Linked DNA regions of Mus musculus: all the other regions are linked to region 1. Evidence: chromatin contacts called from public HiChIP or PLAC-seq, Micro-C and promoter capture Hi-C data. All regions are on one chromosome and are shown on one strand. The core of a region is the stretch at or near the end of the contact, and the rest is flanking DNA. Distances in the headings are between cores, read along the strand shown. Region 1 holds the start of Prex1 (phosphatidylinositol-3,4,5-trisphosphate-dependent Rac exchange factor 1). Region 2 holds the start of B4galt5 (UDP-Gal:betaGlcNAc beta 1,4-galactosyltransferase, polypeptide 5). Region 3 overlaps Sulf2 (sulfatase 2). Region 4 holds the start of Sulf2 (sulfatase 2). Region 5 overlaps Gm30320 (a long non-coding RNA gene).

Evidence for each region. A called contact is a pair of places that touch in the nucleus more often than the background predicts. HiChIP or PLAC-seq counts read pairs in DNA pulled down with a chosen protein or histone mark. Capture Hi-C pulls out chosen DNA fragments and counts their contacts.
Region 2: a contact with region 1 is called in a Micro-C map of embryonic stem cells, with 6 times the contacts expected there. The contact joins the promoter of B4galt5 here to the promoter of Prex1 in region 1. A contact is called at or near these places in 3 of 39 promoter capture datasets (fetal liver, liver and pre-B cells) and 2 of 484 Hi-C or Micro-C datasets (both in embryonic stem cells).
Region 3: an H3K4me3 HiChIP or PLAC-seq map of bone marrow-derived macrophages shows a contact between it and region 1, with 6 times the contacts expected there. The contact joins the enhancer-like site here to the promoter of Prex1 in region 1. A contact is called at or near these places in 3 of 39 promoter capture datasets (frontonasal cranial neural crest, hippocampal neurons and pre-B cells), 7 of 115 datasets of contacts at active chromatin or transcription factors (astrocytes, bone marrow-derived dendritic cells, bone marrow-derived macrophages and 4 more) and 3 of 9 other capture datasets (adipose tissue, embryonic stem cells and liver).
Region 4: a promoter capture Hi-C map of adipose tissue shows a contact between it and region 1, with 2.6 times the contacts expected there. The contact joins the promoter of Sulf2 here to the promoter of Prex1 in region 1. A contact is called at or near these places in 2 of 39 promoter capture datasets (cranial neural crest and liver), 9 of 115 datasets of contacts at active chromatin or transcription factors (SST interneurons, astrocytes, bone marrow-derived dendritic cells and 4 more) and 3 of 9 other capture datasets (adipose tissue, liver and macrophages).
Region 5: an H3K27ac HiChIP or PLAC-seq map of bone marrow-derived dendritic cells shows a contact between it and region 1, with 3 times the contacts expected there. The contact joins the enhancer-like site here to the promoter of Prex1 in region 1. A contact is called at or near these places in 1 of 39 promoter capture datasets (liver), 4 of 115 datasets of contacts at active chromatin or transcription factors (bone marrow-derived dendritic cells, forebrain, neural tube and 1 more) and 1 of 9 other capture datasets (liver).

Annotation. Positions count from the first base shown.
Region 1 is chr2:166,710,642-166,716,057 of GRCm38.p6, reverse strand. Prex1 (phosphatidylinositol-3,4,5-trisphosphate-dependent Rac exchange factor 1) reads left to right here and starts at 2,226. Exons shown (of 40, transcript NM_177782.3): 1 at 2,226-2,543. The coding sequence starts at 2,340. Gm46777 (a long non-coding RNA gene) reads right to left here and starts at 2,229. Exons shown (of 3, transcript XR_001783555.2): 1 at 1-2,229.
Region 2 is chr2:167,346,877-167,352,292 of GRCm38.p6, reverse strand. B4galt5 (UDP-Gal:betaGlcNAc beta 1,4-galactosyltransferase, polypeptide 5) reads left to right here and starts at 3,115. Exons shown (of 9, transcript NM_019835.2): 1 at 3,115-3,375. The coding sequence starts at 3,261.
Region 3 is chr2:166,112,906-166,118,321 of GRCm38.p6, reverse strand. Sulf2 (sulfatase 2) reads left to right here. Exons shown (of 21, transcript NM_028072.5): 3 at 1,211-1,450. Among named protein-coding and RNA genes, the nearest start is that of Gm52534, 4.6 kb to the left of the region's middle. Within about 2 kb of position 2,216, at least 49 of the 459 cell types and tissues checked have an H3K27ac peak or open chromatin away from gene starts, as enhancers often do. A contact at or near this core is called in adipose tissue, bone marrow-derived dendritic cells and bone marrow-derived macrophages, where this site is marked.
Region 4 is chr2:166,153,011-166,158,426 of GRCm38.p6, reverse strand. It overlaps Sulf2 (sulfatase 2), which reads left to right and starts at 2,744. Exons shown (of 21, transcript NM_028072.5): 1 at 2,744-2,924.
Region 5 is chr2:166,178,450-166,183,865 of GRCm38.p6, reverse strand. It overlaps Gm30320 (a long non-coding RNA gene), which reads right to left. Exons shown (of 4, transcript XR_866951.1): 3 at 4,718-5,146; 4 at 1,129-1,488. Among named protein-coding and RNA genes, the nearest start is that of Gm30536, 13 kb to the left of the region's middle. Within about 2 kb of position 2,940, at least 165 of the 459 cell types and tissues checked have an H3K27ac peak or open chromatin away from gene starts, as enhancers often do. A contact at or near this core is called in bone marrow-derived dendritic cells, forebrain and stem cell-derived neural progenitor cells, where this site is marked.

The DNA.
Region 1 (5,416 bases), core at 977-3,476:
TAGCATCAGACTGTGAGCGGAATTAGTAAAGGCTGGCACTTATTGGCTGCTTACTGTATGCTCAAAGTCTTACAACACCAGGTTGAAGAAAGTCCCATTACTCACAGAGGAAAAGCCCACACAGAACTAGATTTGGTGATGCAGGCCTGTAACCCTAGCGTTCTGGGGACTGGGGCGGGAGGATCAGGAGTTCAGGGCTGTCCTGGGCTACATAAATCCAACAAACCAGCAACAAAGAGCTCCACAAGAAATCCAGACACGTGTGCTAGGCAGTGTCACTGTTCCAGGGTGGGAGATGATGTGAGGGGCCCGTCCACAGATGTGGAAGTGCTCGGTCATTCTTTCTGACAGTCAGTTCTTGTTTGGAGGGTGGGACCCATGTGTAAATGTGAGGCTAACCTCCAGCCTTGGTCACAGGCTGAGAAGGGGACTAGTGTTTACTTAGCACTACCTAACCCAGCTAGCTGTGTTGCGTGTGTCAGAGGTTCTCTGGCTACCTTAGAAGGCACCGACGGCTCACAACTGTGGACGGGGTGCTCCTGGGACATCCCGGGTACTGTGTGCTGCTATGCTCTTACAATGGAGAACTAACCTGACCCTAGATGTCACTAATCCTGGGTTTGTTCCCTCAGACTCTCATCTTACAGATTAAAAAAAAAAAAATGGAGCTTCAGAAAGGTGAAGTGTCTTGGCCAAGGTCACCCAGGCAGCTGGATTTGGCTGGCTCGTGACTGCTACCAGCTAGCGAGTAATGATTTCAAGACAGGGCCCACTGAAACCCAAAAAGGTGCTGGATCTAAGGACAGAAGCAGTGTTATGTCTGGAAAGCTCAGAAACAAGAAGATAATGATTCTTTGGAAACACTCACTCCATGACCAATACCTGATGGGCTCACCCTTTTACATCCATTTACCTAGGATACCTTGCCCACATCAAATGTCACGGTGCCCTAGGCCCCAAAGGAACAGGGCCAGGGGTAGCAGGAGCTACCACAGTCTCTCCTCTATCCTTGTGCAAAAGACTGTTTTACTTCAAGGCCCCAGAGAACTATTCTAGGCATCTTGAAGGGAAGTAAATAGAGGACAGTGCTCCTGCCCCAGAAATGATGACACTCCACAGAGGCTATTTTGTGAAACAGGGACTGACTCCATAGGAGATAATAGATCTGAGGCGGGGCAGGTAGGGATTGAACAAGCAGTTCAGAGGCCCGGTCAAGAGGGCAGTTGACAAAGGCAGGAATAATTAAGAACGAAGATAAGACTTTCTAGGGTGTTAAAATCACTTTCCAGGGACTATGGCTCAGCCGTATGCTGGTCCCTAAGAGTTAGGTGTTACTGTTCTTCCCCTTGTACTGTGAGGCAAACGGAGGAGCTTTAGGTGGGATGGGGGTGCTGACCAAGGTCATCAATGAGGGGCTGAACCCCAGAGGCTGACTCGGGTCCCAATGCCTCTCGAGGGTAAAGGGGGGTTAGCACGTTAACTGAACGTTTGAAAGATCAAGGTCACACAGAACAGCCTGTCGGCTGGCAGCAAAATTCCCATTTTGGCTTTATCTCTGGTGGGTACGAGGGCGGCTTCCTGCAACGGTCTCGTCCAAGTGGGCACCTTTGCTTAGGGATGGGGAGCGCTGGGACAGTAGGCGCAGAGCTCCGACGGAAAGAGAAACAGAAGTAAGGACAAAGATGCAGCTAGAGTTCTTCCAAGGTCACCGTAAGCCGAGGGCATGAGCGGCCGTGTTGGTGGGGGCGTCGAGCTGCTCTTCCGGGCGTCAGGAGATGCGCGTGGTGGTCGCTGATCCGGCTCCAGCAGATCACCCACGGGGCACTCCTTACGGGTGGATGGCGCGAGCTGCTCTTGCAGAACTGCTGAATGGGTCTTGGCCTACAGACTCAGCAGAACCACGACCTGACTGGGGTCTGGGGCGACGCATTTCCAGCCCCAAACTCTGACTGTGCGGCGCGCGCACGAACCGGCTCTTGGCCGACGCTCCCTGGAAGCCGGGAGGGGGCTCCGCCCAATCCCCGCCCAATCCCACCAGACTCCGCCCCAGCTCAGTCCATTCTCCATTAGTCCCCGCCCAGTTTCCGCATGAGGTGCCGCCCCACCCCGTCCATTTTCTACAAAGATCCCCGCCCACTAGCAGATTGACCCCGCCTCCTTCCCCGCCCATCGCTCAGCCCTCTCTACCAAGGCCCCGCCCATACACCATGACCCCGCCCAGGTCCCGCCCCCGCTCCGCCTGCCCCGGGCCCGCTGAGCGGCGCCTGTCCGGGATGCGGAGCCCGGACGCCTAAGCCGCGGCGCGACCTCGGCGCGGGAAGTTCGGGCGCCGCGCGGCTATGGAGGCACCCGGCAGCGGTGGTGGTGACGGCGGCGGGGACCCAGGCGGGGACGGTGCGCATCCCGATGCTCGCGGCCCCGTCTCCGGGCCGTGCGCGGCCGCCCGCGACTCGGAGCGCCAGCTGCGCCTCCGTCTGTGCGTACTCAACGAGATCCTGGGCACCGAGCGCGACTACGTGGGCACCTTGCGTTTCCTGCAGTCGGTGAGCTCCCGCCACCTGTGGCCGGCCGGCCCGCGTTGCGCTTTTGTCTGTGGCTCCCCGCCTTGTGCATAGTTTGAAATGGTTACATCCGCGCGGCCGCTGCCCGGGGCCGCCCCGCTGGGGGGCCAGTGTAGGGAGAAGCCCGGGTAGGGGCTCCTTAGCTGCACCGGGGACCCTGGGCTCCGTAGCCTTGCCCCAGCTCGAATTGCACAGTCAAAGCCTTAGACTGCAAAACAGCGTCCGAGTGCGTCTGTGTACCACGCACCTTACACTGGTATCAGCAGACTGTGCCGTTACCGGGCTCATCAGTAGGTTATATTTTCTGATCCTTAAGATCAGGGAAGAGTTCGGCTCCAGAGAGGTTGAGTCCCTTGCTCTGGATAGTTCTGCAGGCTACGTCGTAGGGTTGGATGCAGGGCGGTGACCCAGGGCAGCCCTGCGGGGGCTTTAAACTCCGGTACGTAGTTGCCCTGGTGTCTCTAGTGAGAATGAGGAAGGGGCCACTTCCCTACCCTCCTAGGAAGTGAGAAAACTGGAGGGGGTGGGAAGGGCTGGTCTTAGAGACCTGAGGGCTTTAATCTCCGTGCCTCCTGCTGGGGCCGCTTTAACTCCCTTCTTGGGTTGGAGGAAGTCTTAACCCTGCTTCAGGAAGGCGTGCGTTTGTGTGTGTGTGTGTGTGTGTTTCAAGAGACCCCCAATCACACTGGAGTTCTCTCCATCTGGGAAAAAGAAACACTCAATGGCTTAAGGATGCAGGGGAGTCTGTGTGAGGTCGGGGGGGGGGGTTCCCACTGAGGGAGGAGGGAGTACGAAGTTGGGGGGGGGGAAGACGCTGTGTGGAGGCATTGAAAGCCCTTTGGCCCAAGGATCCTTCTGGAAAGGCCTGTGAGAATAAGACAGGGTTGGCTTTCTTTCCCATCTCTTCCTCTCTCACAGTTGAGAAGGGGGTGGGGGAGAGAGAGAGAGAGAGAGAGAGAGAGAGAGAGAGAGAGAGAGAGAGAGAGAATCGGGTAGGGCTTGAAGCTGGCAGTTTCTAAATGAAAGAGGCAGCCACTCTGGCATTGCTGAGCAATGACAGATTCTAGGGAACTCCTCACTTCCCCCTCGCAGTGACTGAGCTGCTCAGCCTTAAAAAGAAACAGGAAATCTAAACTAGTTTTTATATTAATGGGGGAAAAAAAACAAAACCCACTCCCCCATGTGTGCCCCTGGCTGTTGTGCTAGGTTGACTGCGGTTTTAAATCGTCCCTACGGAGACGGGGCCGCTAGGATAATGGAAATTGATTAGAGTCCACATTCTTAGAATTAAAGAAACCAGGGGGGGAAAAGTTTTCTCTGACTTTCATGTCATCCCAGGACACCTGTCGTTTGTGGACAGCCATTGTTGTGTGACTGGGGCATTCTGAGATGAGCCAGACAGACATTATTGTGTCTTGGGACACCGTTGCTTCCTGTGTTGACCTCGGTTTCCCCACGTGTACAAGAGCAGGGGACCCCAGGCTGCTTTTCTGCCTTGCCCTTACTTGGGTCCCCAAGCCAGTGCCAGAAGTGGAGGACTGATTGTGTAACCTGAGTAGTGTGTCTTGCCCTGTGAGCCCTGGAGGCCACCTCTGGCCACTAGGGAATGGCCCTCAGGCAACCCGAGGGAGGCCACTTAGTCCTGGAAGCTTGGCCGGGAGCTGCATGCTCTTCTGACCACCCGGGCTTTTCTGCATGCAGTAGGGCACAGAAGAGCGGGCAGCTCTTCTGGGATTCTCCCCACCCCAACTTGTCAGCTTTTGTACACCCTGGCTGGAGGGGGTTCCCTGGGCTCCTGGCTGTCTGGGAGGAGCCAGTGTAGTTTTACAGTGGCAAAATGGGTTCTTTAAAAAGTCCAGAGCTTGAGCTGGTGGGAAGGATGAGAGCTTTCGAGGCACTTGCCTCTAAACCTGAGAACCTGAGTTTGATCCCTAAGGCCACACCATAGCATACGTGCACCCCTGAAAATAAATAAACAAATAACAAATGAACAAACAACCAGACAGATAAATAATATAATACAAGGTCCAGAGCTCCAAATTCAGAGCCAGACTGTGTGGTGTGAGGCCTTTGGCTCTGTGATTTAAGGCAAGCTGGCTTGACATCTTTGGGCCTTTATTCCCTTATAAAGTGGGAGAGGAGACTAGAGGTTGTCCTGTTGGTTTTATAGGATTGTGTAACTTATCTTGAATACTCTAAGCAGTGCCTGCAGGCAGTCAGCTATGTAAATATCAACTGGGGTTATTCCTTATGTGATAATTAATCTTACAGGTGAGTAGGGTAGTAGGTTGAGCTCCCACAGAGGAGGCTGTCATAGGGAGCTGCCCGGAGGGAATGGGGTCTGAGCCTTCACTAGAGACAGCCTGGGGACTTCCATTGAGTTTCCTGTTGATCTCTAGATTCCAGCTACGGAAACCAAAGAGTCTGTTCTGTTCCCCTCCTGAGGCTTCAGAGCTCCTTCAGCGTGCCCACACTGGATTTAGGCTTCATCCAGACACTGGGTTGTGCCCTTCCTTGTCTCCTAGGATCCTAGGACCTCAGCTGAGGAAGCAGAAAATTTTGGGATGCGTTATGGTGATGTTAGCGCAGTCTTAGGCCACTGTAGATGCTACTGACCGTGCAGGGGTGGTGTGTGTGTGGGGGGGTTGACTGGGAACCTTGGGTCTCTACTTTGAGATCTTGGGGCTGTTTTGGACAGCACCAGTGGGGATAGTAACATGACAGGTGCCATTATGTAAGAGCTGACCTTTGTCATTTAGTGCCCAGCATTCTGCCTGTGGCAGCCACTTAACCCCTCCGAGAGAAGGGTGCTGTTGATAGCCCACTGACAGATGAAGAAACTGAGGCAGCAAGTT
Region 2 (5,416 bases), core at 1,866-4,365, 640 kb before region 1:
TAGCCTGGTCTACATGAGACCATTTCAAAAGTGCTCCCCCTACACCCCAAACAAAAATAAGGTTTTTTTTTATTTGTATATGCACGCATGTGTGTGTTTATATGTGCATGTGTGTGCATGTATATGTGTGTGTGTGCTGAGCATACTAAACTAACTTGGCCTGTAAGCTTCTGGGACTCTTCTGTGTTTGCCTCTCGCCTTCCCACAGTAGCACCCACACTACAGACAGTAATGGGCAGTGCATCCAGTTTTTATGTGGATTCTTGGGGTTCGAACACAGATACTCAGGCTTGTACTGAAGCCCATGTGTTAACCTTTCTAAGCTTGTTGATATTTGAAACAGGGTCTTATAATATGTAGCTCTGGATGGTCTTGAACTTGTGGCAATCCCCTTCCTCTGGGCTGCCTGTCACTTCAGTTCCAGAAGAATCTGACTTCCTCTTCCGGCTTCAGCAGGTACCTGCACTCACGTGCTCATAGTCCCCAGCCCCTGCAGCATACACATTAAAATTAAGTGATTTTTTTTTTTTTTTAATGTAGACTGGCCTCAGTTTCTGAAGTGCTGGTATCACAGGCTGGCGTCACCCTGAGGATTTACCAGCTCTCAAAGCTGCAGCCTCAAGTGCTACCCCGCCTTTTCACTCTGAGTTTCATTTCTGTAGAAAGGGAGTTTATTGACCACAGGAACCACCCAGTCAACTACACTCAGTTTATGAGGGTTTCAGGCTGGAGAAACGTGCTCAGCCAGCGGCTCTTGGACCTGGGTGACCTTTACAAAGGCGTTGTTTTTTTTTCTGCCTCCGGGAGTTGGAATTGAGACAGTCCAGCCCAAAGATGCTATCTCACTCCTACACGTTCATGCATTGTGTAATGGCCCCCTCAGGGCAGGCTTGTGGAACCTTCAGGGCAGATTGAAGAAAGAGCAGGGCACCCTGTTACTTGTGATTTTTTTCTTTGAGACAGGGTCTCGCTTAGCCCAGGTTGACCGTGGAATCGGAATCGCTATGTTAAGTACAGGAATGATTCAAATTGCTTCAGCGCCTATTACAGAGTGGACGCTTTTCAGAGACTCTGTCCTCAGTCCTCACCGTGGAACCCCAGAGAGGAGGGACAGGGAGCCTCTACTTGACATTTCCTAAGTCTCGAGTTTACAAAGGTCTCTGCTTTACTGAGTCCTGGTCAGAGGGCAGGAGAAGGATGAGGCAAGAAGCAACTGGTCAGGATGAAAGAGGAAGAAAGAAAGAAGTGCCACTAAAAGTCTTTAGGGTCCTGCTGAGCCCCTGGCCATGTCCCTTTCCTTACCAGGATCAGATGTTTCATCCTGAAAAGACCCATCTCATCACCTTCTCAACCCACCTTTCTATGCTCTTTTTATTTTAACATTTTAAAAATAATATTTATTTTACTTATCTTGTATACGTTTGTGTGCAAGCGTGGAAGTCAGCCGAATGTGTCACCTGACTGGTTCCCTCTTGAATTCCGTTGGATGCCTTCCCTCTGAGGAATCCTGCCCCGAGCTGCTCACTTCCTTTCCTGTGGAGCCTGCTCTGGGACTTTAGGACTAGCCAGCCATCTCTGTTTCCTCTGGTGTTAGTGGGTGCTCTGCATCCCCTCTGTTGATCTTTTAGGTACTGGGCACTGAGCTCTGAGCACATACATAGCAAAACATGAAACAGAATCTCTGTCCTTGTAGAGCACTGGTTTGAGAAACCAAAAGGAACACATACCAAAACATGGCTTTGGAGGTGATGGGAAAGTCGAGGCTTGGAAGTGCACATGACAGTGCAGAATGAGAAATGGGGTTAGTGGTCAAGCCCCGGTGGCAGGCCACTTTTGATTTGAGCCCTTACTTCACAACTTAGACGACTTGCTTCTCTTTCCAGAAGCTTCAGTTTTCTCATCGGTGCAATGGGGCCAAAGTGGGGGTAGGGGAGCCACGATCTCAGGACTTAGAGAGAGGCTGTTACTGGCTAAGAAGCCCTGTTTCTCGGTGTCTTAACATTGACAGTTGTCACCACTGTTCTGTCCTGTAGGATGTGACCTTGTTTGGATCTCTTCTTCTTTCCTGGGATTTTATCCTTGGATTCATTGAAGGCGGATCAAGCCCCTTCTTCCTTCCTTCCGGCTTTTGCATTTGTAGTTCCCCTTAGTGGGACCACTCTTTCTCCACCTGGCACTTTCACATTCTTTTGTGTTCATGCCACCCAGGAAGGAGAGGCTTCCCCCTCAATCTCAGACTAGAGTAGAATGCATCCGAAACATCTTCATGTCTAATTGTTTTCATATCTCTTATCATCATCATCTGTTATATTGATTTTTTTCTTATTCGCATTAATACAGGTTCCCAGAGGAATCTTTGCTCCGTGGAGCATCCCCGGCCCCAGGACCCGTAACTGCCACTTTATCATAAATGGTGTCTGGAATGAATGGATGAGTGAGGGCGAACACGAATGCCCCGGCCTCTGCATCCTTGCTCTGCTGCAGCGGCGGGCTACCTGGCTATTCACACATTGTCCACCACCCCTCGATCCCCGCGTGGGGAGCTCGCACGGGAACCAAGTCGTACTAGCGAGCCGCTTCCTGCCAGCATGGGCGGCGGCCGCTCGAGGATCTTGCGGCTAGAGTGCTCGCGCGTGAACCCCGCCCCGCCCCGCCCCGCCCCCACATCCAGGCCCCGCCCCACAGATGCGCTCCCCGGACTGTAGGCCCTGCCCATTCCCGCCCCCTTGCCTCAGGCCACGCCCTTCTCTCCTCCCCGTCAGGCCTCAGGCTCAGGCTCCCGCAAAATGCTTGTTATGCTCCCGGCCCCGCCCTTATCCCCCTCCCCATCAGACTTCAAGCCCGGTCCCCGCCGGTGTTCTCAGGCTCGCGGAGGCACCCTTAACATCAGGCCCCGCCCTCGTCCGGCCCCCAGTTTAGGCCCCGCCCTTACTCGGTCCCCATCAGGCCTGCCTCAGGTCTGGTACCTCCATCTGCTCCTCAGACTGCGGCCCTTGCCCTCGCCCCGCCCTCAGCATCAGACCCCGCCCCTCACCCCGCCCTCCTAACAGGCCCCGCCCCGCCCGCCTCGCCCCCGCCGCTGAGCTCCTCTGGTCGTCGGCCCCCTCCCGCCTCATGTGGCCCGGCCCGCGGCGGCCGGCGGCTGAAAGCGGCGAGGCGGCGGCGCGCGAAGCCCGGAAGGCGGCGGCCGAGGCCCAGGCGGCGGACCGGAGCGGCGGGAGCGGGGCCCGGGTTGGCCCTCGAGCGGCCGCCGGCTCAGCATGCGCGCCCGCCGGGGGCTGCTGCGGCTGCCGCGCCGCTCGCTGCTCGCCGCGCTCTTCTTCTTCTCGCTGTCGTCCTCGCTGCTCTACTTCGTCTATGTGGCGCCCGGCATAGGTAGGAAGGCGACCCTGCGGCCACCCCACGCCTCTTCCCGCTGCGGCCCGCGCCGCCGCCCCGGCCGACCCCGCGCTCCGTGACTCGCCGTTTCCTGCCGCGCCACCCCGCAGCCCGCCCGCACACGCGGCCTCCTCCCTGACGCAGCCGCCCGCGCCCTCCGCGGCCGCGCGTTGGCTGCCCAGACCCGGCGGGGCTGCGGGCTGCGCGCCCCTTTCCCCTCCCCCCCCTCCTCCCTGGAGCCCGCCGCTCGCCCGCCGCTCATAGCGGACCCGACCTGCTCTGGGGACCGATGGGAAGTTTGAATTGGCCATGGAGGAGGTGCTGTGACAGGGGCCTTGAAGAAGCGGTGCCAGGTGGAAGGGAGGGGGGGGTCGCCCAGAGAAGAAACGGAATGGGTAGCAGTTCTCCAAGGTCCGCCCTTTAGAGGGGGAGACCGCCTGGAGAGAAAACGAGCCCTTCCCGGAACAGACTGGACGCTGATGAGAAGGCAAAGGCAGCGAGAGGGTTAAAGGCAGAGGACACTGAGGTCAGATGTCCTGTATGACCTTGGGCCCTCAGCTTCTCTTCTCTGTAAAATGGGGACACGAATCCCAGCCTTTAAAGGACAGAGGGCCATAAATGCCCTTTAAGCTTTTCTCCCTATAGCGGACGCCCAACGTCTTCGAAATAAATACATACATAATAAATAAATATTCGCTGTTACAGGTAGTTTGGGGGACAGAAGGAAAGAGTTTTAAGGAATGCGACTTGCCTCCCTTAGTGTGGTCTTGGAGTGCTAGTGAAAACTTCAGCCCTTGGTGAAAAATGAGAAGATGCTGTTGGGGGTGGGGCCGAGGGCGAGAATTCTGGATGGTTGGGATGGGTGCCGCTTAGGGGAAGTGCCTTTGAGATCGGAGTAGTAAATGCTGGTGTTCCCTGTTGACCTGGCAACTCTGAACTGGCAGAGAAATTTCCAGAGAAAGAGGGAGAGAGGGAGAGAGTCTCTCCCCTGATTATTTTTTTTTTTAAAGCTTGTTTCACTTGATGTTTAAAGTTGGTGTTTCATGCTGTCAGCCTGACCTGGGAAGATGGAAAAGCTAACTTGAGACTGTCCTCACTGATTTGGTGAGTGGCATTCCACCAGGGATGTATAATTATTGTGGCTTGTTAGGCTTGCTAAGTAGAAGGGCAGGAATTCTGGCTGAACAAGAATAGATAACTAATTAGTGAAATTAATTGAGAAGAGAGCTCATTAGCGAATAGGATATTAGATTCTCACAAAATGAGAGTGAAGTGATAGGTTTAAACCTGCAGGCATCTTCCAGCCAGACCCTCTATTTTTCTTCCTTTTGTGAAAGTGACAGGTGTTTCTGGTCTGGGTCTGTGTATCTCCTGTATCTCCATGGTGATCAGCCTTTTTCGATGAGAAAGAATAGAAGCCAGACTCTTCAACAGAAATGAAACTTACTTCAGATTTCTCTGTGGTAGGTCAGTGAAGCTCCTGTGTACGCCACCACCGCCACCACCAAGCTTAGAATCCCAAACCCTGTGTCACTGCAAGACTCAACTCTCTTGAGATTTCATTAGTGACTTTAGAAGTGTTTGAGAGAACAGATCCATTGCTATTCAAAGTCTGTTGGCAAAGAATAGGACCAGCAGTGCTGGGATGTGGCTGGGTGGTAGAGTGGTACCTAGCATTGTGCAAGGTTCTGGGTTTGATTCCTGACACAAACCAGAAAAGGGGGTGGAGGGGAGTGGTAAAGAGGAGACATCTTATAGTTCACATCCCTTCACTTACAGTTAACTATTTGACTGTTTCATTTATCCTGCCTTTAAAAAAGACATGTATTTTATGTGTGTGTCTGTTGTGTATGCATGTGTATCTGTGTGCCACATGCATTCAATGCAGAGGACATTGGAGCCTCTGGAACTGGAGTTACACATAGTTAGGAGCCACCCTGTTGGTGATAGGACCCGAACCTGGTTCTTCCGCAAGAACAGCAAGTGTTTTTCTTTGCTGAGCCATCTTGCCAGCCTCTTCCATGCCTTTCTTGTTAAC
Region 3 (5,416 bases), core at 967-3,466, 600 kb after region 1:
ATTGACCCACGTGTTAGTAATTAGAACAATTGTGAGCATTGCTCTCCACCCCAGGGACAACCCAGTGGTCCCAAAGCTCAGACCAATTAGCGGGCTGTAACACAGAGACTTCCAGGCAGGGCCTGTTGGATACATGTGATCTAGGAGGTAACGCTGACATCCACTGCAGACTATGCTGTGGTATGGTGCTCAGCAAACCTCAGAGAACCCAATATGTTCAAGCTAAAAGTCAGAGCTTAAAACCTTACCATGCACCGAGCGTGGCGGCTCACGCCTTTAATCCCAGCACTCAGGAGTTCGAGGCCAGCCTGACTTGGCTGGATATAGTGGCAGTCAAGGATGAACCCTCAATGCTTGGTGTGGGTAAAGGGCCTATCACAGTCATTTAGGGGGATCAGAAGCCCAGGAGCTGAAGGTCCAGCATATGGAGGGTCCTGAAGCTGTTTATATACAGCTCTGTTTTTTATGTCCAGGAGCTCTGTTTATGTACAAAACATGGTTTGAATCTAGACTCAAGGTACTTCAAAGTAGGTTTGTACCCAGTACAACTGTCTAGGGGGACTGAGACCAGGGCCTTTCTGGTTGGGTTGGCTTGGGAGCAGGGTCTGGCCCATGCAAGCCCATGGATTTCCTAAGGATCTGGGGAGTCCAGGAGATGGAGAGCCCAGGATATAAAGGGTCTAGGAGCTAAAGAGGCACAAGAGCTGGAAGTCCAGGAGCTCTTAGGCAGATAGGTTAGCTTTAAGGGTAGCGAGATATAGACTTCAAATGCATACAGGAGGCACCCTAGATGAGGCTACAAGTGTAGAGAGACTGGCTGGGGCTTGGCTAGACTAGACTTCAGTTCAGTGGATAATTCTTGGGAAACTTCTAAACAAAACGAAACCTAATTCTATCTGCATTTGTGACTGCTTTAAAAAAATCTGTGTATATTAGCACTCTGAAGAAAAGACACCCTGTTTATGTACAAAATAGGGTTTGAGTCAGACTCAAGGTACTTCAAAGCAGGTTTGTACCCAACGCCACTGTCTAGTGGCACTGAGACCAGGGCCTTCCTGGTTGGGTTGTGGGTGAGGAGTATGGCCCATGTAAACCCTTGGATTTCCTAAGCTTGCCCACAGTTCCAGGCTCAGGATTGGAAGCCCCTTAAAGAGCTCCCCCGCCCCCCCCCAAGCAGGCCACATGACTCACCAGTACCCTCTGCTTGCAGGCTCCATGCAAGTGATGAACAAGACAAGGCGTATCATGGAGCAGGGCGGGGCGCACTTCATCAATGCCTTCGTGACTACACCAATGTGCTGTCCGTCTCGCTCCTCCATTCTCACCGGCAAGTACGTCCACAACCACAACACCTACACCAACAATGAGAATTGTTCCTCGCCCTCCTGGCAGGCCCAGCACGAGAGCCGCACCTTCGCCGTGTATCTCAACAGCACAGGCTACCGGACAGGTGAGGACCAGAGTAGGGCACTGTTGGGGCCTGCTCAAGGGACAGACAGGTGGCCTCTTGTGCCCTCAGCTTCCCTGGGTGCGACGTCCACACTGCACTGGTCCCCAAGATAACTCTGGGTTATGCCCAGAAAAGGTTTCACTTCCCAGTGAGGTTTCCAGTTTATTTCTATGCACACATAGTAGATGTGTCTGAAGAAGGTTCAGAAAACCACCTTTTCAAAGAAACTAGAGTTTTAAAAAAATGGAGAGTCCAGGGAGATTGTGAATTCTCTGACAGGGAGGTCACGAGATATTCCTTGCATGCATGAGTTTGAGGTTTCTGTGTTTAAAACTGATTTATTGACTGAGACCATCTGCATGAGAGAAGGTTCCAGAATGTTGAGGTTGGAATTAGAGAACGGACAGACATGGGGGACTCACCAGTTTATTGTGGGAGTAACCAAGATGACGAAGGGGTTGCCATGGTGAGAGAGACCTTTGACTGTGCTGTTATTTGTGTCAGGATGTCCTTGTTGCCTACTTGAGGGAGACACTGTGGCGAGTTCGAAAGGCCGCCCGCTAGGCTGGCACCTAAGGTCAAGCTGTAATCCCAGCCCAGCCACCTCGCCCTTGCCAAATCCTCCAGACTCAACTCATTGAACTTGCTTGAGTTTGAAAGAAAAAAAACAAGAATTCCCCACCTTGGCGAGCAGCCTGGGGCTGTTGTGAAACCAGATGATATGGCTCAGGCTCAGATGTCGCAAGCCCGTGACGCTACATTGTTTTGAGTGGGAGTGAGGAAGGGCCGGGCACCTCCTGTAGCTGATCTGCAGCCATCATCCATCAGGGCTGGGCAGGCTTTCAGATGCCCAGTGGGAGTGGGTGGGACTGTGTACTCCCTACATGCTCCTCCCACCACAGGATCATCCCCAGAACAGGTTCAGCTATAAAAACCAGCTCCCCTACATGGGCAGGTCATCATGGGAGTGGAGGTGCAGACCCCGATGGCTTGGGGTCCCCACAGAAAGCGCGTGTTAGAGGTCTCGTAGGCCAGTGCTTCAGATGGTTGGGAAGCCTGGAACGCTGTTGGGGTGGGGATAGGCAGGGACATAGCAAGGCGGCGGCTCCTATTGGAGGGTGCAGCTGCCATTCAGGGCTAGAAACTCCATCTTTAAAAACTGAATACTGTGGGCCAAAGATGTATCTATGGGCCGGTATGGCTCAAGCACCCTGAACAGCTCTGGCTGGAATGTTTATATGAAAACAGATGAATAGGGGCTGGAGAGATGGCTCAGTGGTTAAGAGCACCGTCTGCTCTTCCAGAGGTCCTGAGTTCAATTCCCAGCAACCACATGGTGGCTCACAACCACCTGTAATAGGATCTGATGCCCTCTTCTGGTGTGTCTGAAGACAGCGACAGTGTATGCACATACATAAAATAATAAATCCTTCAAAAAAAAAAAAGAAATTGTTTAAAAAAAAAAAAAAAAAGAAAACAGATGAATAGTGAGGCCCCCAAAGTGTTCATCAGGCCTGTCACCTGGAAAGCAGAAAGACCACTCCTCCCACAAAGACTCCTGGGAGAAACATGAAATGGAAAGTTTGTGTGGCATAATCAAAACAGAAAACAGAGGCCACGGGAACGCAGAGACATGGGGACAGTCCGTCAAACAAAAGGGGAAATTACTAATCCCAAAAACACTATGGGATTTATGATGGAGCGAAAGCCCATATCAGAGTCACATGGGAAACAGAAAGAAAGGAATGACCATCAAAGTAGACAGTCACCAAACCAGGTGCGCCATCCAGCTGCTGGGGAGGCTGATGCAGGAAGGTCATAATTCAGGGTTACTGGGGCTAAGCAGTGACACTGCATCTCAAAATGAAACATCCAACGTGGACTGAGGATGTAGCTCAGTGATGATACTTGTATGGCGTATGTTCATTTTTTACGGTACAAGCCCCAGGGACAAATCAGTACTCCAGCCTGGTTGTCGGTCAAACCCTATATCCATTTGAGCATCTAAGGAAGGTAACTGAGCTGAGTTTAAGTCTGGCAGAGGGAATGGGGGTACCTGCTGCTTATGGCTCTCATCTAAATTCATTGCTGTCTTGGTGGCCTTGATCCAAGAGCAGGTCTACAGATCAGGTTCTCGTTTCTCCTTACTTCCCATCGGTGAGAAACAAGATATGTGAGTGTGAGCACTCGTGGCTGCAAAAGAGCCTGGGATATGTAGTCTTTACGCTGGGTAGGTCTTTGTACCACTGAAAACAGATCCTGAAGGGGGAGACCCTCAGTCACAGCCACAGCTCTTAACTGTTCGTGTTTGTGACGCCCTTGAATCCAGAAGGTCAGCTGAGCTTAAAGGACAGATGCCAAAATTCACAGTGCAGGGGGATGTTAACAGAGCCGGTTTAAAAAAATGAAGCTACAGCTGGGCTTAGTAGTACAAGCCTGTAATCCCAGTTCCCAGGATGGAGTCCAGAGGGTCAGGAGTTCAAGGTCAACCTCTGCTATATATTTAGTTTGAGGATAGCCAGAAAGGGAGGAAGAAAGGGAGGGGTGGAGGGAGATGGGGTAGGAGAGAAAAGAAAAGAAAGCTACCTGGCCTGATACTGCATCCCTGCATTTCCCAACACTAAGGGATTCAAAAACAAAAATGGAACAAAAATCGGGATGGGAGAGATTGCACAGCAGGTGAGAGCACTGGCTTTTCTTCTAGGGACTGAGGTTCAGTTCCCTGCACCCACGTGTCGGCTGACAACCACCTGTAACTCCAGTTCTGGGGCATCTAACACCTTCTTCTGACCTCCTCAAGCCCCATGCACACGGATGGTACACATTCACACATGTGAGCAGAGCACTCATATATGTTACGTGATTAATTCATATTCATGGGAGAAGAAAATACAAAACACATTTTGAAAATAACTTACTTTCTGAGACAGAGCCTGCGTAGTCTTCCCCCAAGTCGTTGAGTGTCTAGGGCTGGTCTGGATCTTTTGATCCATCTGCCTCCACCTCCCAAATGCTGAGGTGACAGGGGTGAGTCCCCATGCCTGGTTTATCTGCTGCTGGAACCCAGGGCTTTCTGCATGCCCCAGGGCACTTTAGCAACTGTGTCCCAGCTGCAGCTGCAGCCCCAGCCCTAGATGTAACAAAGCTTTGGCTCTAACTGCAATGGGTTGACGTTTGAAGTGCATAAACTGTGCAGTCCCTGTTGAGAAGAGTGTAATTTGTGCCACAATCATCAGATTGGTGTAACATGATGTCCCTTCCCATTGGCGTCCTCCTTTTACAGGGATCTGAGGATGGCAGGGGGTGCAGGAGGTGTCTTTCCAAAGACTCCCTCTGGCCCTGTTGACAGTCAAGTCTCCACTGGGTTGTGTGTGTTACCTTGCAATCCTGTGTGACAGACATGCTTCACTGAGCCCAGACACCGACTTACTCTCTGTCCCGGGCCCGTGTCTTCTGATGCCACTTCAGTTACCTTGCATCCCGCCTCTCTTAAAAGATGACTATTCAGTCATCTCACACTGCGACTGCACAGCCCGTGTCTGCGAGGGACACACAAGAGCAAAAGCCAGAGGTGCTGGGTTTCAGTCGAATAAATACCCATTGGTTAGTGGAAGTTTCTGGATATGGCTCCCGTCCAATCCGAGACTGGTGTGTCTCCCTGCCCCCTCAACCCAGGTGAGCCACCAGCAGCCCTAGCTGCGCTGACAGAGAGAGCGCATGCGTGTTCCCAGCGCCCGATTCCCTGACAAGACACAGTGGGCTGTGGGGGAGTTGGAGTGCCAGTCTGATTTCCAAACACTCCTCCCTGGGGGGGTAAAGAGCCTTTTCCAGCACTTTCTACCAATTAGATGCCAGCTAAGGCCTTCTCTCTCCACCACCAGAGTCCAACCCCACGTGGTTACGTGCCTGCCAGGCTTCCGTAGAGATGGTAGTGCCCCTTCTGCACGCCGCCTACATGTTCTGGAA
Region 4 (5,416 bases), core at 1,495-3,994, 560 kb after region 1:
ACCCTGGAGAAGCAAGTCACAGCCAAGCATGCATGCCTTATTAAAGCCACCTGTGCCCCCAGAACGTGGGGCCTCAGCCAGAGCCCCCAGCCTGCAGCCGTGTCCCTACGGTTACTGTTTCTTCTTTACACGCCAATTTGTTTGAGACATGTTAAAAGGTTGTCTTTTATAACCCTCATAAAATACCATCGACTTCGCCCAGATGCAGCCAAAAAAGCTGAGACCGTCTGACTCATTTCAACCTGTGGGCCAGGATGCAGAAAGACCCACAGGAGTTCCCGCCATTGCCAGAGAACCAAGGGCATAACAATGCAAAGGACCCCATAGGGTAAGTAGCACCCACGATGTCCTGCGGAGTGAGCCACCAAGGCACTGCCACAGAGAAAAAGCAAGGCATAGGGGTGTCAGGACAAAGGTTCTCAAGGTTAAACCAACAATGGGGGTGTTAGCTTGAGAGTCTGGAGTTCAGACGGCTCCATGGTTGTATACCCAGCTCTGCTATTTGCAGAGACGGATATTAATCAGGAGCACAGGGGTCATAGAAGAAAGGCTGGCCTGGACCAAGTGTCTAGAAGGCAGGGGCTGGAAACTCAGGTCCTGGGGACCCTGTGTAGCCCACCCAGGCCAGAGATGAACTGTAGAAGAGACAGTGACTCCCCAGGCTGGGGGACTCTGACCCTGAAGTCCCTCACATCTTTAGATCGACACAGAAGTTCTTGAGTGGGGCCAGCCGTTTTCATCTTCCTGGAAAGAGCCCAGGCAACAGGCTGAGGCCCAGACCAGCAGGGTTAGGTGTGCACTAGGAGTTAGGGGGAAGTCAATTGTCTTAACTGATTAATGATTCCCTGAATCACACACCCAGGTACACACACACACACACTTGTCCCTAAGCTCTGTCTCCTCCTCTGTAAAGAAGAAAAGTGGTCAGGTGCTGGCATTGCCACCACTTTCCATTTCCATTACAACAAAGAAACATAAGAGAAATCACATGATACCACCCTCCTCCAGCGCTCAGTCCCAACTGGGAGACTGAGAACTGCCCTCTTTCCTGGAATTTCTGTTGGGCACACCCATCTACAGAGAGTCAAGTCTGAAGTGCAAGGGTGTGGTCCTAGTGTTTTCTGATGTAAATCCCCAACTTCTAGAGCATTCTCTAGAACCTCAGAGCAAACAGGGCACAGATTCCATTCTGCATCCTTCCTGCCCAGACCGCAATAGGACACTGCAGACCTGCTAGAAAGTCACTGCTGAAATAAGGCATGTGGTTCAAAGCCAGGTGCAGCCTGTGGGCTGTGTACAAGCCTCTGTCATCTCTGAGCATACATGTTCTCCAAAAACTATGAATGTACACTTCATGTGATGACCAGGTGCAAAGCTCTCCATTTGGCCACAGAACCTGCTGTTCTTCCTGGGAGGAGAACCCCAAGCCAGGATGGGTATAGCATGTAAAGTTACCTGTTGCAGAAAAAGAGAAGGATACAAAAAGATCAAGTGTATACATTGTTGTTGCTTCGTGTGCTTCTGAGACAGTATCACTATATAGAAAGTTTGACTTTGGGTGATCCTCCTGCCTCAGCCTTCCCAGTGCAGGCATCACAGATGTGGGCCACGAGAATACTGTCTGAGTTGACCCTATAAGGATATATAAATTAATCAATTTAATTATTCAATTAAATGTCTGGGATGTTGAAACTGATTACACCTGCTTTTCTATCTGTTTTATTGGTTTATTTTCTGAGATTTTTTTCCTTTTGTTTTGTTTTGTTTTGTTTTGTTTTGTTTTAATAGGGTCTCCTGGACCTCCAACTGGTCTTAATCACCCTGTGTGTAGATAAGGGTGACCTTGAATTTTTTATTTTCCTGCCTTTGCCTCCCAAGAGCTGGGATTGCAGGCGTGCACCAGCACTGTACATTTGATGTTTGTTTGTGTGTTTGTGCTTTCTAATGAAGTTCTCAGAATCTCAAGGATGGGAGCCCTCTGCCCCAAGCATCCAATGAACAGCGCTGCAGGGGCCCAGCCCCTTCTCATGCAGCACTGAGACTGGAATGCCTGGGGGTGGGGTGGAGGGTGGGGGGGGGGGTTCATGAAAGCGAATACTCACGCCTAACATCCTGTATCCAGCCAGGACTCTACACTAGCCAAAGGTGGGGCTTGCCCCCGGCTTAGGAAAGCAAGTTCAGGGTTAGTACAACGACTGTATGGGCGGAGTCGAGAGCCCCCCACGCAGTCCAGACAACCCGCTTGAATTTTAGATAAACAGCGAGGACGTGATTTTAGTGCATCTCCATCGGTGCCCTGTTATTTTTACTACGTGAATTTGACAAACGCTATCCATCAGAAAACTAGAAAAATCCCACCAGGGGAAGGAGGATCTTGAAAATAAGCGCAGCCTGGGGGGTCAGATACAACTCCGGAGCTCAGCTTCTTGGGTTCAGATCCTGATCCAACTATCTGACCTTGGGCCAATAACTTAACGGCTCTGTCTTGATTTCAGTATCTATAAATGGATGAACATCTTGGAAGACTTTCAGGGGTTACGTTTCCATCCGAGGCCCGCCCCGTTCCACCGCAGGGTCGATAACCCCCTAGCACATCAGCTGTACTTTCTGAAGCTACTGGTGGGCTCTGTGAGGCTCTTCACCCACCCTTGGCAGCCAGGGCCCCCTCAAGCCTCTGGTGGCTTCGGGGACGGCAGAAACCGCGCAGACAGCACCACCTGGAGTCAGAGTTCTCCCTTTACCAAGGGAACCGGCCTCCCCTTTCTTTCCCATTCCCGGCCCATGTCTGGGCAACGCTTCTGCTTTCGCTTGAGCTCAACTTAATTTCTCAGAGAGCTTCGGAGACGCGTGGGAAGGTCCCAGGCGCGTGGGCAGTTCCTCCCGCGATCTAGCTTGGGGATCGGCCCGAGCCGGCGTCTCCAATGGCAAGTGTGTGCGTGTGTGTTTAGAGGCGAGCGCGGGGCTTTCAGCTAAGGCTGCCGGGTGTTTGCAAACCAGGGCGAGCCCCTGTGAAAGCGGATAAAAGAAAACATTTATTAACGTGTCATTACGAGGGGCAGCGCCGGGCCGGGGCTGTCGCACGCCTCAGGGAACACTTGGCTCCTCGCTGCTGGGAGGGAGGAGGACGAAAAAGCGGAAAGAGGCTGGATTCTCTGCGCGCCAGCCCGGGGGCCTGATCCATGGCCCTCGCGACTTCGCGCCGGTGTCTGGTGGACTAAGAGATGCGCCCCCGGTCCGAGTGGCACACACGCGCGCACACACGCACGCGCGGTCCCGGCTCGCCGGCAGCTCCCTGCTCAGCGCACATCAGCCTCAACTCCGCGCCCAGGGCGAGCGGGAGCGGGTGCGGGTGAGTGCGCCCCGGGCCCGCGAGGGTGCGCGCTCGGCGGCGGGAGCGCGGCCGGCCACCGGCTCGGCAGGCAGCAGGCCGGGAGCCGCCGGGACTTCGGGCCGGGGCGCGGGGCGGCCGCGGCGGCGGAGGTGAGGAGCGATGGCTGAATCGCCGGGTCCCCGGCGGGGCGGGAGGCGGCTGGGTCCTGGGTCCTGGCGCGCGCGGAGGCCGGGGCGGGCGGGGCGAAGCAGAAGCCGGGATGCCGCGGAGGCGGCTGGAGCAGCGGCAAGGCAGAGTCCCCTACGCCCCGCGGCCCGGCCCGGCTGCGGCAGAGACGCGGTGAGGCCGCGGGGGCCGCGCGGTGAGTGGGGCGCGGGGCCGGGCCCGGATCACAGATTCCAGGGCGAGCACGGTTCAGGTGAGCCCAGCCGGTCCCCGCTGCCCGGCTCAGGGAGGGTGTTACCCGGAGGTTTAGGTACCGGCCGGCCTCAGTGGGGCTGACCGATTTGACCCCGTCTGCAAGGCTGGGCGGCTAGGGGAGGACTTCCCGCGCCCCGGTGGTTCCCGGGGAAGGGCGCGTGGACCCGCGGGCTGCAGGAGCATGGCCCGGTTGACCCCTTGAGGTTTAGATCCAGAGGGCCAGCTAGAAGCCAGACCACGTGTGGCTTGTCCGGGCAGGACCCGAGCAAGCAGGGACTAGGAACTCGCAGAACGGAGGACAAATGAAATCGTAAAACTTCTCCCGCGCCAGGTCAGAACCCATCGCCCTGCAGACCTGCGTCCGCCGCGGGCTCCAGAAGCCCGGAGGGGACGCTGCAGCGGGGACTGCGACTTCGTTTAGAGAGTAGTAGTTCATTCATTCATTCATTCGACAAGCATTTGTGGCGCTCTGAGTGTACCAGGCACGGAGTGTCACCCAGGGAAGCGCGGATGGTAGTGTTAGTCCCTGCGAGGGCGGCTGGTGGCGAAAGGAGGCTCCAAGTGGGCAGATGGAAGGAGCCACCCGCGGGGCCATGGGTCTGCTTAGTGATCTCTGCCTGGAGGGGACCCTGAGAGCCTTGTCTCCCTACACAGAAGGACGCTCTGCACAGAGCATGGCTGTGGTGACCCCCGCCTTCCCCCTTCCCCCTCCCCACTTCCTGAAAGTTCTGATTGGCCCCACCCCTCCAGGACTGGCTCTCCTGCAGCTTGTTTTAATCACTTTTTGAGTTAAAAGTCAATATTTAATTAACCAAGTAATTACATTCAGCTTTCGTTTGAATCTGGATATTTGCTCTGTCTGTGGGGATGCCCGCCCTCTTCCCCCTTTCCATCTGTCCTTGCCTCTTTCCCACGGTGCACCCCCAGCTACTCTGGAGGTGACAGAGAGCAGGTGATGTTGGCTTTCCCTGGGGACACCCTGGATTTTGTTCACCTTGCAGTTCATGTGACCCGGTCCAGCTCCTTGCCCAGAGGGGATCAACTGAGATACAACCATTGATTAAAAGGGGTGGGAGTTCCCTAAACACCCCTCCCCCCAAGATTCTCCACCCAGCCTGGCTGGTCCCCAGGGAAATCAAAACAACCTGTTTCTATGTGGTTCAGTGTTGAAATCAGCAGTTTATTGAGGATAGTGTTAGCTTGGCCAATGGCATGATGAACCCGCTGTCCCTGCCCTGGGCTGAGGGTAGTGTGGCTTTGGACTTTGTGTAACCCTCTTGAGGGTTTTTTATTTGAATTTACAACACTTTCTGAAACCTTAATAGCATGTTAGGTTTTCAGGCTTAAAGTTTGCTGACTCAAGACTGGCCCCGAGGGAGAAACTCCAGGCACCCTTGTACAGTCTGTGTGCCTGCGTGGGACCCCCTGTCCCACATGGCCTTCATTCAAGGACCCCATCCCACAGACAGTTTCACTCTTGATGTTCCAAATGCCCTTTCACTTGGGAATCCAGCGCCTCTCTGTAGTCTGGGTTTGGTGCTGGGTTTGACGGCTTTTGGCCCCTGGGTATGTGGAGGATTGTCACACAGCCATTATCTTTTCTTAGACTATGCCCTCTCTGAAGACCTGAGGCCCTTCCTGCCTTTCTGACCAGTTCAAAGAAGG
Region 5 (5,416 bases), core at 1,691-4,190, 530 kb after region 1:
AGATAGATAGAGTGATAGTTTATATATGCTCAGCCCAGGGAGTGGCACTATTAGAAGGTGCTGTCCTGTTGGAGTAGGTGTGTGCTGTGGGCTAACGACCCTATTCCTAGCTGCCTGGAAGCCAGTATCCTGCTAGCAGCCTTCAGATGAAGATGTAGAACTCTCAGCTCTTCCTGCATCATACCTGCCTGGATGCTGCCATGCTCCTGCCTTGATGATAATGGACTGAACCTCTGAACCTGTAAGCCATCCCTAATTAAATGTTGTCCTTATAAGAGTTGCCTTGGTCACGGTCTCTGTTTACAGCTGTAAAACCCTAACTAAGACAGACAGACAGACAGGATTCCATACCACACCAATGCTGAGAGGGGCCACCATGGCTGAAGTCAGGGTTTGAAGCTGTCTAACTGCGAGATAAAAAAGAACCTAGGTCCAGAAAAGGAAACTGCAGGTTCATGTCCAGATGGGTGACGGATGGTCAGGCAGGCAGTCAAGTAAGCTGCATCAGGATCAGGGGACTGAGCTGAGCTGCATGGAGTTCCAGGATAGTCAGGCCGCTCTCTGCTTGTTGGTCCTTGAGAAGCACACAGGTGTGGATGATAGGTTGGCGAGGGGCCATGCCATCGCACTGAGAAGAAGTCAGAGTTTCCTCTGCCTGGTATGCCTGACCGTCCTGATTGATCGCAATACACCCTACCCTAGTGTACCCCTATGGTCTCAGTTCACCCTAGCAAACTTGTAAGGTGGCTCCCTTTCTATCCCTAGAGATGAGTCCCTTACCAGTCTGGTCTGGGTGGGTGGTACCTGGCAGATGATGCAGTTTCAGAGTCCACCCAGGGGTTGCAGTCACCCATCCCCACCCCTGCCATCAAGATGGAGTCCAGAGCTCTTTTTTTTTTTACAGACTTATTTATTTTATTATATGTAAATACACTGTAGCTATCTTCAGTCGCTGTAGAAGAGGGCGTTAGATCTGGTTGTGAGCCACCATGTGGTTGCTGGGATTTGAACTCAGGACCTTTGGAAGAGCAGTCAGTGCTCTTAACCGCTGAGCCATCTCCATCCCCAGAGCTCTTTGTAAGATGGAGTCTCCTAGGGCAAGCCCCCTCCCCCCCCCCCCCCCCGCAAACCCACTGTGTTATACAATATGCAGTAACTTAGCATAGGGTCTAGCCTCAGTCAGCAGTCGCCCTCCTTGTTCCGGAAGGTGAGCTCTGAGGACCTCCTTTCCCTATGGACCTCGGAAGGACGATGCTGGGCCTCAGGGTAGGTGCATCAGCACTCCCCATTGCTCAACAGCAGCTGTCAGGTCCCCTTCTCTACTGACATTCAGCCAGGTCCCCATATGCTGCTCCTGGCCTCTCCAAGCCTCACTGCTGGGGTAGCAACGCCACCCTGTTTGGCTGCAAACATCGCCTCTCAGGTCATTTAACCGTCTCTTTGCTTCCTGCTTCAATGCATCATGTTAATGAGGCTTTGTCTCCTACCCTGAAGAGAAGAAAATTAAAAACAGCAAACGCATGTCACATGGCACCAACCCAGGCTTGCGGGGACATTCAAGATGGGGACACAATCCTCTCAGATTCATCTCTTCACATTCCCTGTCCTTCCAGGTGTCCGTCACAGAAATGCAGCCCACCTCCTTTGAGACAGGTCTCTCTTCGGCCTGGAGCTCACCAATTAGGCAAGACTGGTTGGCCAGCGAGCCTCCTGTCCACACCTCCCGCACTGGGGCTACCCACGCATGCCACCACACCCAGCTTTCTTATGTGGGCTCTGGAACTCAAGTCCTTAAGCTTAACCGCCTCCTCAGCCCCTCTAAGGACCTTTTAAATAAAATTGATAGCAGCCAGCCTTTCTTGATCCCTGTCCCTTCGACTCCATGTCCCTTCCCACACAACGCAGATTTGATGTACAGGGGTGGGGATGTTTGGTTAGGAAGGGAATGTGGGGCCAGTGGCCACGTGAGCAAGCCCAGAGTCTGTCCTTCCATGGCACTTACAAGAACACCCTCAAGGCCTGCAGCTGCTCCCTGCTGCTAGCCCGCAATGGATCTGGAGCCCCCAAACCATTCAGGAAGTGCCCGAATCCAACCCTTAGAAACTGGAGGCAACAAAGGCTTGTGTGAGCCATGAACATTGGAAGGATGGGGGACTTTGTTACACAGCCAAAGCTGACTGCTACAAAGCCCACACCCGCTTCACACTCCTATGTGTCTAGAAATATTCAGGGCACGATCTACAGCCCAGCTCCCATTACCTTCCTTCGGCATCCCCACCCTGAGGCATGCCCACTCTCTGCCCTCAACAAGCCTTCAGAATGGTCCCATTTTCCAGCCTGAGCACCAGTCCAAGAGAAGGGGGGATCCTAACCAATTAGCCCAAGTTTCCATGAGCTCTGTCTGTCTCAGCCCAGAAGGTCATATGTCCATGAAGCACCCAGCCACAGTCTGAGATGCAATGAGATCCACCCTGCAGAGATTGTTTTATGGAGATTTCTGTTCAATGTCAGACCAGCTTCTGTCTTTTCAATCTTCCAGACTGCTAAAGGATGTGAAATCTTTGCCTCTGACCACTTCCTCATCCAGGCCCATATGGAGAAGTGAAAGGACTTTTTGGGACTCTTTCTTGCTTGTTCCTTTAGAAGGAACAAGTGTTTGTGTGCCCTTTATTCCGACTATGGGCATAAGAATGTCTGCCTTTCCCTGCAACCAACACATCCTATCCCAGCAAACATGAACTGTTGTCAGGGACACGAGGAACCCGACTCCATGTCTTCTGAGAACTCCAAACAGCCTGGCTGTGTACAGTCACACTGTCAGTAGAAACAGAAACCATAGAAATGGGGTAAGCACACCCCACGAGGCATCAGAAAGGGGTGCAGACTATAGTGTGGGTGGGGCCGGTGGGGGAGGAGTTTGGAGCATGGAGCAACAGAATGGAAACTGGAAAGCTGCCAAGGAAACTATGGCAGAGAGAGCCAGAAAGCACCCGGGACGTTTGCTCAGGACTGGAGGGAGCGAGGCGTCATTAAGCTGACTTGCCTGGGCTTCCACGAGACAATGGGATTCATTTAATGAGAGAGGCCCCGGCATGGCAGAAATCTAAATTAATCCTTTGCTCGGCAGTTCACAGGGGAAGATGAGGAAGAAGTTGTCTTTAGAAATCACAACACTTTTTCCACCACCAAGGTAAAAACTCAGAGAGGAAAGAGAATGGGATAGGCACAAACAAACTTTCAAAACTGGCCCTGTCCTGTGCTTCCAGCCTGGCTGCTCCTCCAGGGCCTGCCTCTGGAGTTCTCTGGGGAAAACTGTCTCTGGGCCCCATGAGACTTCTCTCCCTTGCTGCTGCTGGCCTTAGCCCTCAAACTCTCAGTTCAACTGGCTAACTCCCTGGCTGGGTTTTCTTCTGGTGATTAAAAACACAGAAGTCAATCTTTTCCAGATGCCTGTGGTCGCTTTCCTGTGCTTTGGGGCTTCTGTTACCAGGCAGAGTAGACTCGAGATGAAATTGAAACCTGCCAACACAGGCAGGTCCCCCTCTCAAAGACTCATAAAAAAACGGGTGCGAGGAATACTCAAAACAGCTGGGACGGGCAAATGGCTTCTAGAAGCCCTGCTTCTGTGTGTTAGGAAGGAGGATGGGCCCATCCCTTGGAGAGTCTGATGGTCTCTGTTTGCTGTGATGTGATTTCTCCCAGGGCAGGCTGGGGTGTACACACCCATCCTATAAGCTGGGAGCTTTTATTATCTGTCTTATACACAATACTTGCTGCCCACAGTGCTATTTTGACCAAAGACAGGAAAGTAATTTTCCGAAAGTGAGCCACCAGCCCCCCTAAGGGTATCAACTTCAGTCCTGAATGGCTCAGCTCCTGGTTTCTTGCCTTGACCAGGCCTCCAAAGACAGAGTCTAGGCCAATCCCTCCCACTCCCCTCCCCCAGGTTGTTGCTCTGGGCAACATCTTCTCAGGCAGGCCTCTCTTGACCTCTGCACTCTGCATCCCTGACAGCTGGCCTCCAAGGGAACCAAAAGCTCAGATTTCTTCTGTTATAATAGGACTTCAGGCATAAATCCACTCTTCTGAAATTTCATTTCGGCTCTGCATAAACCCAGAGGGAAGCAGCTACACATAGCCATTAGGAAATATGTGTGTAGCTCGGCTGGTAGAGCGCTTGCCTGACTTTTGCAAAACCTCCCTCAGCAAAAGCCCAGCATGGTGGCACACACCTGTCACCCAGCACTAGAGAGGTGCAGACATCAGGACCAAGAGTTCAAGGTCATCCTTAGCCACTTAGCAAGCTTAAGGGCAGCCTTTAGAGGGCTGAGAACCTGTATAGAAAGGAAGGAAGGAAGGAAGGAAGGAAGGAAGGAAGGAAGGAAGGAAGGAAGGAAGGAAGGAAGGAAAGAAGGGAGGGGAGGGGAGGGGAGGGAGGAAAAGGGGAGGGAGGAAAAGGGGAGGGGAGGGGAGGGGAAGGGAGGAAAAAGGGGAGAACCTTACCACTCAGAAGGGCAGATACTAACTCATCTGTAAGTATCCACTGTCTGCTGCCTCCCATCTGCCTCCAGAGCCCCCTCAGCCCTGCCGCAGCTCTTTCTGGCTCCCCTGCTCCTATGCCTTCCAGCTCCAGAAACAGAAACCCTCCCTTCCAGAGAGAGATCGAAATCCCTATCACGCACCCTGGGTGTGGCTCTCAGCTTTCTGGATTCCTCACCTTCCATCCTCACGTCTCCTGTTCATCTCTTCTCTTTGACATTGTTCTCTTCAATCTCTGGGGCCGTTTCAAACCCTAAGTGCACCTCGGAGTTCAATGCAGCTTTGGCGACAACCCCTGGGTTCCCGAGTCAACCGTTCCTCTCCTAGATGTCCCTGTTTTAACTGTGACTTCTAGGAGTGACCTTTGACCCTTGGATCACCTAGCCCTCGGATCAAAACTATTAGTAAGAAAACTGCTTCTGGCCAGGGGTGGAGGCACGTGCCTGAAGTTCCTGAACTTGGCAAAGCCAAGGCGGCCAAGAGGATGGTGAGTTTGAAACCAGGCTGGAGCTAGGTGTGCTGTCATCCAGTATGAGGGAGCTGAGGCAGAAGAATTGCCTTGAGTTCACAGTTACTTTGTGCTACAGAGTGAGAAAGACCTCTTATCCTAAAAGAGAAAAAAAAATTTAAGCAGGTATGAGAACAAGGCTCAGTTATTAGACAATTGCCTAGCACACACAGGGCCGTAGGTTCAATTCCCAGTGCTGCATAGAACTGGGTACTGTGTTCCTGAATGCAGCTCAAGGTCATTGACACCTTGGACTACATAGCAAGTCTGAGGCGAGGTTGAGCTACAGGAGACCCAGCTTTTAAAAGAAAGAGAAACCTTATCTCAGAACAAGAGATACCACTGTACTGAACGAATGGAGACTTACTA